3 separate regions of the Mus musculus genome follow, and regions 1 and 3 are each linked to region 2. The links are chromatin contacts, called in public promoter capture Hi-C maps. All regions are on one chromosome and are shown on one strand. The core of a region is the stretch at or near the end of the contact, and the rest is flanking DNA. Distances in the headings are between cores, read along the strand shown.

What was found. Promoter capture Hi-C pulls out the DNA fragments that hold promoters and counts their contacts.
Region 1: a promoter capture Hi-C map of hippocampal neurons shows a contact between it and region 2, with 3 times the contacts expected there. The contact joins the promoter of Npy5r here to the promoter of Ints10 in region 2. A contact is called at or near these places in 1 of 39 promoter capture datasets (hippocampal neurons) and 1 of 115 datasets of contacts at active chromatin or transcription factors (embryonic limb bud).
Region 3: a promoter capture Hi-C map of liver shows a contact between it and region 2, with 5 times the contacts expected there. The contact joins the promoter of Colgalt1 here to the promoter of Ints10 in region 2. A contact is called at or near these places in 1 of 39 promoter capture datasets (liver) and 1 of 9 other capture datasets (adipose tissue).

The regions. Positions count from the first base shown.
Region 1 is chr8:66,686,619-66,689,717 of GRCm38.p6, forward strand. It overlaps Npy5r (neuropeptide Y receptor Y5), which reads right to left and starts at 1,476. Exons shown (of 2, transcript NM_001358958.1): 1 at 1,263-1,476.
Region 2 is chr8:68,792,484-68,795,384 of GRCm38.p6, forward strand. Ints10 (integrator complex subunit 10) reads left to right here and starts at 1,446. Exons shown (of 17, transcript NM_027590.4): 1 at 1,446-1,665; 2 at 2,128-2,195. The coding sequence starts at 1,537.
Region 3 is chr8:71,609,378-71,612,454 of GRCm38.p6, forward strand. It overlaps Colgalt1 (collagen beta(1-O)galactosyltransferase 1), which reads left to right and starts at 1,647. Exons shown (of 12, transcript NM_146211.3): 1 at 1,647-2,067; 2 at 2,707-2,817. The coding sequence starts at 1,823.

The DNA of each region.
Region 1 (3,099 bases), core at 226-2,725, 2.1 Mb before region 2:
GTGTGTACTGTGTGTGTGTGTGTGTACTGTGTGTGTGTGTGCTCGTGCGCATGCGCGCGCGTTCATTGTGAGGATTTCCTGTAATTTTCTTATAAATTGGTCTGTATGGAACGCCAAGACAAGTGAAGTCTGAATAAACTTTAAAGCTTTTGAGAGCGGAGCTGAGTTAAGTTCTTTCTTTGACTAAGGGGAGAAAGGACAGTGAGCCAAGCTTAGAGAGAGACGGGTCTTTGCACTTAAATAAGGTTTCACTCTTAGGTTAATTCCCTGCTTAATAAAAATATGTATCATTCTCGCAAAAGATGCCAACCATGCAGAAGAATCGGATACATGTAGTTCTGCCTGTTTGCTGTGGCTTTGCAGCGATGGCACAATTCCATGACTCCACGTAGTGTGTGTTGTTCTGCAAGGCAAAATTCTGCAAAAGATGGCCCTGGACAAATAAGCACAGTACTCTTCAGCTACCGAGCATGCAGTACCCACCACCCTTCTCCTTATTCTAGATTCTTAACAGCAGGTCTCTCTCTCTCCTCTCTCTCTCTCTCTCTCTCTCTCTCTCTCTCTCTCTCTCTCTCTCTCTCTCTCTCTCTCTCTCTCTCTCCCTCCCTCTTCTTGAGACATCTGGAATTTGAAATGCACCCAGTCTTGGGCACAAGCTTACATCAAACCTTCATTTTCTTTTTCTTTTTCTTCTTTTGGCTTCCATCTAACAGTATGTTCTTTGAATAGCTGTACTATAGGTCTGTAAACTTACAGATAAGAATTCCTTTTTACCCCCTTGGAACTCAGGTGTGTGGATGGCTATTTCCTGCTAGCAGTTGACTTACAAGCCACCTTGCAAACCCAAGTGCACAGCTGTCTCCCTGTGTGTGGCCAGCTGTGGGACATGAAGGCAGCTGAATCGCCGCATCCTGGACATAGCCAGAGCTCAGCTAGGGCTGACAACCTGAGTGGGCACCCCGTGGGTTGTGGTTCCCTTACCTCAGACGCCCACCGAGCTGTACCCCGCGTTCCCCTAAGCCAAAGCGGGGACTGAGCTTCGTCCATCCCTCCTTCCCATACTAGGGACCCTCCCGGGACAATCTGATAGGGTCTGGCAAGAACCTGCTCCTCTGTGAGTTTGGCACCAGAGGGACCTGCCAGACTAGGAAGGATTCAACTGCAACCGTTTCCCCCGCTCTCCCTTCCCGCCGCCTGACAACTGCGGTTTCTCCACCTCCATCCCCTTTCTCAATCAGGCTGCCTCCCGGTCCGCAACCCACCCTCTTGGAAACCACAAGATGCTCCAGAACCCAGGATAGGGACGTGGGCTTCTCGTAGGGGCAGGCGAGGCCTGGAGTGGGTACCTCGGGATGCCCTGGCCGCTGCGGGTGCCTGGACTCCGGGGTACGCGGCTGAGTGCGGTCGCTTCTGCTTGAGATGGAAGCGGTGGCAGCAGGAGCAGGACCTGGAGGCGGCGGTGGGAAGGAGGGGCCCCGGAGCCGCCAGGGTTTTAGAAGAGCCTCGGGAACACGTGACAGTCCCTGAGACCCCGGACACCCGGCTCAAGATCGCCTGTTCCTGGCCTCCATAGTCCAATTTAGGTACATCCCGGTGCCCGTGTGTCTGTTTGGAGGCCCCGGGCAGCCGCTCTAGGGCTACAGGATGCATCCCCACTACCCTGTTCTCTAGTTGCAGGAGTTAACTTAGGGGTCCCACGGATGGTTGTCTTTCCTATCCTCAACCCCATAGTGGCTTCTATGAGAGTAGGCGTTTTTTTCCGATAGCTTTTGTGAGAAAAACCTTCAAGGTCCATGTTTTCTTTATGAGAGGGGGGAAAATATCACAAAATCCCAAACAGAACATCTTCTTGCCTTTCTAACATAAAGAAGTCTGGGTGAGAAATTGACCTAAACCTGCAGGGAACAGGCTGTGATGAAGCGTGCAAAATAGACAATAGGATCAACTCCTACTCTAAGGGGTAGTAGTGTGTGGGTGTGAGCGAGGGACATGGAGCAGAGGGAGCTGGGAAGTGGGGGTGAAATGGAGTCAGCCCTTCTTGGAAGCTTTCCGTATCAAAACGCGTGAGTGTGTATGGGAGGGGGCAGGGGGCAGCGGTGTTTTGTCATCTTTCAAAAACATAAAGACAACCTAAGGAAATGAACAAATAGAAACAAATAAAACCCTGTCCTGTTGCACCAAAGCTTGATTTTCATTTTTAAGATTGACAGATCTGTATCCTTTTGTGCAAGATTGTCACAGTATTTGGCCAATCCTCGGTTGGCCTGCCATAACAACAGTGTATTTCCTACACCATCACGATTACAGTGCTTAGCATTGCCTGAACTGTAACCCCAAGGCACTGTGTCGACTGAAGAGGACTTTGGTCCCTTGACTTTTATCCCATGCCCCTGGGGCAGCACTTGCTGTGTCTCAAAGGTCAGAAGATATTTGCCTGTTTCTGCTAATTTAGCAGTCAGTACTCAAGGAAACTGTAGTGTATGCCGTTCCCTCAGCCCAAGGAATCCAAGAACTTCAAAAGGGCTTCAAGAAAATATCATCTGATTCTACTGGGCTTCATTTCAGAATCACTATATTTGTCCCAATATTTGAACACAGAAGGTACCTGTGCAGGGTCCTGGGATCCTGCAGTGAGGGAAGAGAGGAGACTGGCTTTTAATAAACAAAAGCTTAGCAAACAAGGGATTGGTCCTAGGCTTTCTTTTTTTGGTTTGGTTTGGTTTGGGTTTTTCAAGACAGGGTTTCTCTGCATAGCCCTAGCTGTCCTGGAACTCACTTTGTAGACCAGGCTGGCCTCAAACTCAGAAATCCTCTTGCCTCTGCCTCCCAAGTGCTGGGATTAAAGGTGTGCACCACCACACCTGGCCCATCTTAGGCTTTCTTAATGTCAGCTATTGTGCAGTTCACACACTATATGTTGCCAGGTGGGTATTTATTCTCCTGTCCCTTGCAGTCTGACACACACCCTTCCAAATGCACAGTGAGTTTTCAAACAGCTTCTTAGAGACACCCGTGGTGGATGTCTTCCCAAAAATATAGCTGTGCTACATACTCTTGTCTATCCCATGTCAAAAATACAAGTTTTTTCCTTTTCCACAC
Region 2 (2,901 bases), core at 196-2,695:
GCCAGGTCTCACCTTGCCTTGGATGATATGTTCACGGTAGGGAAGCCACCTGAGCTTCTAGGATCACAGAACAAAAGAGAGCAACAGATCAATGCATTTGCCAGCATAGACATCGGGTAGCTGGGCTAGAGAAAGGTTGGGAAACCTCTTCCATAAAGACCAGGTATTATTTCATTCTTAACTTGAAGGTTACTGGAGCTTCAAGTCTTCCAGGCTTAAAGATCCCTCCTAAAAAGCTTATCTGGAAGAAGACAGTTAGGTCAGATATCAGAGATGATGTAGATGTTTATTGCCCCAAATAGTTTTGTTTCGTAGCCTATGTCCCTTCTCTTCACAAATAATCTTTGACATAAACAAAGCTTCATCCAAGAACTGCAATTCACTATTGTAATGTTTATATTCATATTTATTTTTAATATCTGTATTTTTTACTTAAATAAGTAAATTCCTAATTTCTTTGTTAAAGAAAAAAAAATTAATCAGAACAGGCACATGTCCTTAATTCCAGCACTTTGGAGATGGAAGTCAGGAATCAGGAGTTTAAGATCATCCTCGTATACTTGCCAAGTTTAAGGTCAGCTTGGGCCATGACCGAATGTCTCAAAGGAAAAAAGAAAAGAAAACCAGCTCTGAATTCTTCGATGTCCTGGTTTTAAGTGGCAAATGATGGCTACAGTTGATAGGAACTATATACAAACACCTATAAGAAATATATATATATACATGCACTTAGACGGAAAACCAAAGCTAGCAATTCACTTTCCGGACACTTCCAATTCAATAAATGAATATTGCCTTGTCAACAGAACAGGGGGACTGTTTTGTTATTGTGGTTGTTCAAATGCAAAACCAAAGCCAGGATTTCGGTACCGATTTATACTGCAGCTATTTTCCATTGTTCAAATGATCAAAGTTTTTTTGTTTTTTTTTTGTTTTTTTGTTTTTTTTTGTTTTTGTTTTTGTTTTTTTTTTTAACTCTTGCAGAGCAGGTGGTTCGGACATCCAGCCGAGCATCTTCTAAATGCTAATTTTTCCGTATAGGAGAAAAAGAATAAGATTCAGGCGAAATAATGCCTGGGGCAGGGGCAAAGATGTTGGCAAAGCTCAAAAGCAACAGGCGATCCAGGGTCTTTCCGCATGCGAGGGTGGGGTCGTCTTGCACAGTCCAGGCCCAGCCCTCCGCGACACTTCGAAACTACACCTTAACCCTGGGCACCAGGTTTATTTACACCGAAGGACCGCCGCTCCGTGTCTGAGCGTGTCGCGGACCTTCAAACCCGGGCTGGAATCAAAGGAGAACGCAAGAACCTGGAGCACAGGGTTGCCGACTCTGACGCTTACTCCCAGGCGGTCAGCGGCGCGCTACCATCGACGGATGGCAATCCGAGTAATGAAAATCCAGGTCTCCGTAGTTTCCATAGGACTCTACAGAACCTCTGCGGCCTGTGGTTGGCTGGTCTCTGGGCATGCGCAGTGGCCACCTGGGGGTTGGCGGCGCCCTAGTGTCGCCTACTGGAAGGGCAAAAACCCGGGACCATGTCGGCCCAGGGCGACTGTGAGTTTCTGGTGCAGCGAGCCCGGGAACTAGTGCCCCAGGACCTGTGGGCAGCCAAGGCATGGCTGATCACGGCCCGCAGCCTCTACCCGGCCGACTTCAACATCCAGGTGAGTCAGACCCGGCGCGTCCGCACGCGCGGAAGAGAGCGTTTGGCCGAGCCCAGTGGCCCTGGGCGCTTTGCGCGGCCGCTGTCCCCCTCCCCACGTTGCTCCTACCCTGCTCCACAGGACAGTTGACCAACCTTTTCCCCAGCACCTGCAAAGGCGGAAACCATACAGTAAATCCGGGTCTGGTTGATCCTGTACAGTGCATCTTTGCCACTAGGGCCCAGGGCATTCATTCATTGATCATGGTAGCAGCCATCTGTTCAGTTGCTGCTTCTTTGGGGACGTTTCTACTCCACTTGATCCTAGAAGCCCTGCAGATGGGGTGAATTCTGGGCCACCAGGCTCTCATTTCCCTTCGTGGGTGTTCTGGGTGAAGGCCCACCTCTGAGCAGTGCTGCAGGTGGGCTGGAGCTGGACCAGCTACCACCGTGGAAGCCGTTGACCCTGTCTGCCTTGTTTCAGTATGAAATGTACACCATCGAACGGAATGCCGAGAGGACTGCCACCGCAGGGAGGTTGCTGTATGACATGTGAGTTAACTGGGATCGTTCTGGGAGCTATTGTTGATATCTGAAGGGGTCCTCTTCAGATATGAACAATTGATAGTAGCAGTCGGGGCTCTGCAAGATCATCCTCTTCCCTGGTACCCAGAATTCAGGCCTTAATTGCCAACAGGCGTTCTACAGAGACGACTTTTTAATTCTTGTATTTTAATCCCCAAATTTGTAGCCAGTGATTTATCATAGGCTCATTACAAACATTCAGACAGCAATTGATAGAATGAAATGTGAAATCCCTTCTAACCCAGAGCTAAGTTTTGTGTGTCTCCATATGTATACATACATACACTGGGTAGCTGATAAAAGCGAGGCCATTCTACCCTGAAGTGTACTTTCATAACCCGCTGTTGTGGACCCTCTGGGTCTAGTCTATAGAGACAACTGATGTTCTTAATGGCCATGTATCATTTTCTGGGTGCATGGTTAATTTCCAATTTATTTATGTTTGGAATGTCAGTGAGTAATTCTGCACCCATATTTTGATGTTTTGTAGCTAAGGGATATGTACAATTCATCATCTATCAAATTACTCTTTAAAAAGGATAGCCTAAATATCTGTTTCCACAAATTATATATATGTATGTATATATATATATATATATATATATATATATATATATATATACATATATATTTATATGTGTATATATATGAATTGGCAGTTTTCCACATTTTT
Region 3 (3,077 bases), core at 397-2,896, 2.8 Mb after region 2:
TGTTGTTAGCATGATTATGGGCAAATATACCCTGGAAGGGCTGGGACATGGTGGCACATGCTATTAATCCCAGCACTCCAGAGGCACAGACAGGAGAATCTCCTGAGTTCCAGACCTGGTCTACACAGTGAGTTCCAGGACAGCCAGAGCTACACAGAGAGACCCTGTTTCAGAAAAACAGAACAAAACAAAAAAGCCTGGAAGAGTTCCCATGGAAACATGATCAGTGTCTCCAGAAAACCTACTCAACTGGGTTCAAATGGGAATCACTCCTTTTACAGAAGGACATTGTGGGTGGTGGTTGTACACACCCTTTCTCATTCTCCCTTCCCCCACCGTGATGTCACTCAATCCTTGGGGCCAGTCAGCGAGTGCAGCTCCCCAGTAAAACTACCCATCTTTAATATAATCGAATCTGGCATAAATTGGCTCATTTCACCAGTGGTGGAGAAATAACCTATCAGGAGATGTCTTGTGGACCCTAGGGTCCTCTAGAGGCTAGGGACCAGAGTAGGAAAATCTATGTGGATTTTACCAGTCTGCTGGCCTGGTGGTATATGCCTGTCCCAGAACACAGGAGAATGAAGCAGAAGTATAGCTGTGAATTTATAGAGTGAGCTTGCCGAGTAAGAACCTGTTTTAAAAACAAACCAGGAGAAATGGGCTAGTGGGATGGTTCTGTAGGTAAAGGTGCTCAGACCTGAGTGGTGTTCTATTTCCAACACCACACAGTGGTTGACAACTATCCGCAACTCCAGTTCTAGAGGAGTTGATGCCCTCTTTTAACCTCCTTGGAGAACAGGGACACACACACACACACACACACACACACGTTATACAGCCGTACATGTAGGCAAAACACTGAAACACAGAAAATGAAAACAACAGTAAGAGCAGGAAGGGGCGCACACAAGCCATTTTTTTTTTTAAGATTTATTTGTTATTATAACAATAGTACACTGTAGCTGTCTTCAGACACACCAGAAGAGGGAGTCAGATCTTGTTACGGATGGTTGTGAGCCACCATGTGGTTGCTGGGATTTGAACTCTGGACCTTCGGAAGAGCAGTCGGGTGCTCTTACCCGCTGAGCCATCTCACCAGCCCCACACAAGCCATTTTTAAGAAGGCCAGAGGGCAATACAATTTGGGGACTGAGGATTCTGGATCCTCAGACATGGTAGCAAGCGATTTTACCCACTGAGCCATTTCGCTGGCTTTTTTTTTTTTTAATGATTTTTCGAGACAGGCTTTCTCTGTGTAGCCCTGGCTGTCCTGGAACTCACTCTGTGGACCAGGCTGGCCATGACCTCAGAAATCCGCCTGCCTCTGCCTCCCAAGTGTTGGGATTAAAGGCGTGGGCCACCACTGCCCGGCTCGATGGCTTCTTAAATGGAGCAACGAACAAACAAAAATAACCATGTCGCAACCTTGGAAACTGAGATGACATGGTTCTAAATAGAAGAAGCTTCTGTAAAGAGCCACCGCGTGAGATTAGAGGGCTCCAAAACAGAACACTCTCAGGGCGTGGTCAAAGAACTGTCTGTGTCTTTAAAGCTCGAGCTAGGGGCGGGGCTTCCGGAACCTCCCCGCAAGTGACGTCTTGTGACCGGGTTATTGCGGTCGGCGGAAAGCAGTGGAAGCTTTTAAAGGCGTAGCCTTGTCATGCCTCTCTCCAGGACTCACAGTATGACCCGCGGGCCACTTCCCTTTAAGGAGCGTGTCAGGGGTGGGACCTGGATGTGTCCTTCCCGCCGCCGACTCCTTTAAGGCGCGGCCCTCGTCCCCCGGCAGAAAAGCTGCTTAAAGGCGACGCGTGGCGCGATGGCGGCGTTGCCACGCGGGTCACGCGGGCTGCCGCTGCTGCCACTGCTCCTACTGCTGCCGCCGCTGGGCGGCCCGCGCGGCGCGGACGGCTACTTTCCAGAGGAGCGCTGGAGCCCCGAGTCCCCGCTACAGGCGCCGCGCGTGCTCATCGCGCTGCTGGCGCGGAACGCGGCACCCGCGCTGCCCGCCACGCTGGGCGCCCTGGAGCAGCTGCGCCACCCACGGGAGCGCACGGCGCTGTGGTGAGCTGCGGGCCCTTGCGCGGTGCACCGGGACTAGGCGGGACTCAAGTCTCTACCGGAGGGAGGTTGCTATGCACTTGGGCTCGGCTGTGCGCTGCGGAGACTCGGTCCTCTTTCTGAGGACCTGAGTTATGTACCCCAGGGATTACGCACTTGAGGGGGCTCGGCTCTATATCCATAGTGCCCGGGCTCGTCCCCACTGCGGCTTGGGACCCCAAGCTGCTGCCTCCTCCCCTCAGGTACTTAGGAATCTGTTCTGATTTGCTGCCAGCCCTCACAGCGAGCTACCATCCTAGAACCTCTGACTCCTTAGAATGGGCCAGGCTGGTGCTTCCAGACCCTTATAGCGAACTCCGGGACTTCCAGATAAGATTCCTGAGGCTCGGGCCAGCATTCCACGCTAACAAAGTTAATGAACTTATCTTTGTGACAGGGTCTCACACCAATGTGCTTTCCAAACCAGCAGGTTCTGTTCAGTTGTGTACTAGTGAGCTGGGTGTCATCTTTACTCCCCTGTCACCGATGGATGGGCAACAGGCTTGGAGTGTAGCGAGTTTTATCCAGGGTGTTATAGCTGATGGGTCTGAGCCAGGTTGGGAAACCCCCAGTGCCATCATCTTGTCCTGTCTGTGCTCACAGGGTGGCCACAGATCACAACACTGACAACACTTCAGCCATACTTCGAGAGTGGCTGGTGGCAGTGAAGGGTTTATACCACTCTGTGGAGTGGCGACCGGCAGAGGAACCCAGGTGAGCCTCAAATCCCCGACTGGAGTACTGAAGCTTGGGAAGGTAGGATCTAGAATGCTCCAGTTCTATCGTCAGCTTCCCCACCAGGTCCCTATCCTCTCAGCAGACCTTTGTCCCGTTGTCCTTCACTCCATTGTGCAACTTTGGACACAGCTGCCACACCTTTGTGGCTGAATTCCTTTGTGTCTGGTGGCTACCTACTGCTGTGTCTAGGGTCTTGCCAGCATCCACTCTCCTGTTTAACTTCCTGATAAGCCTGT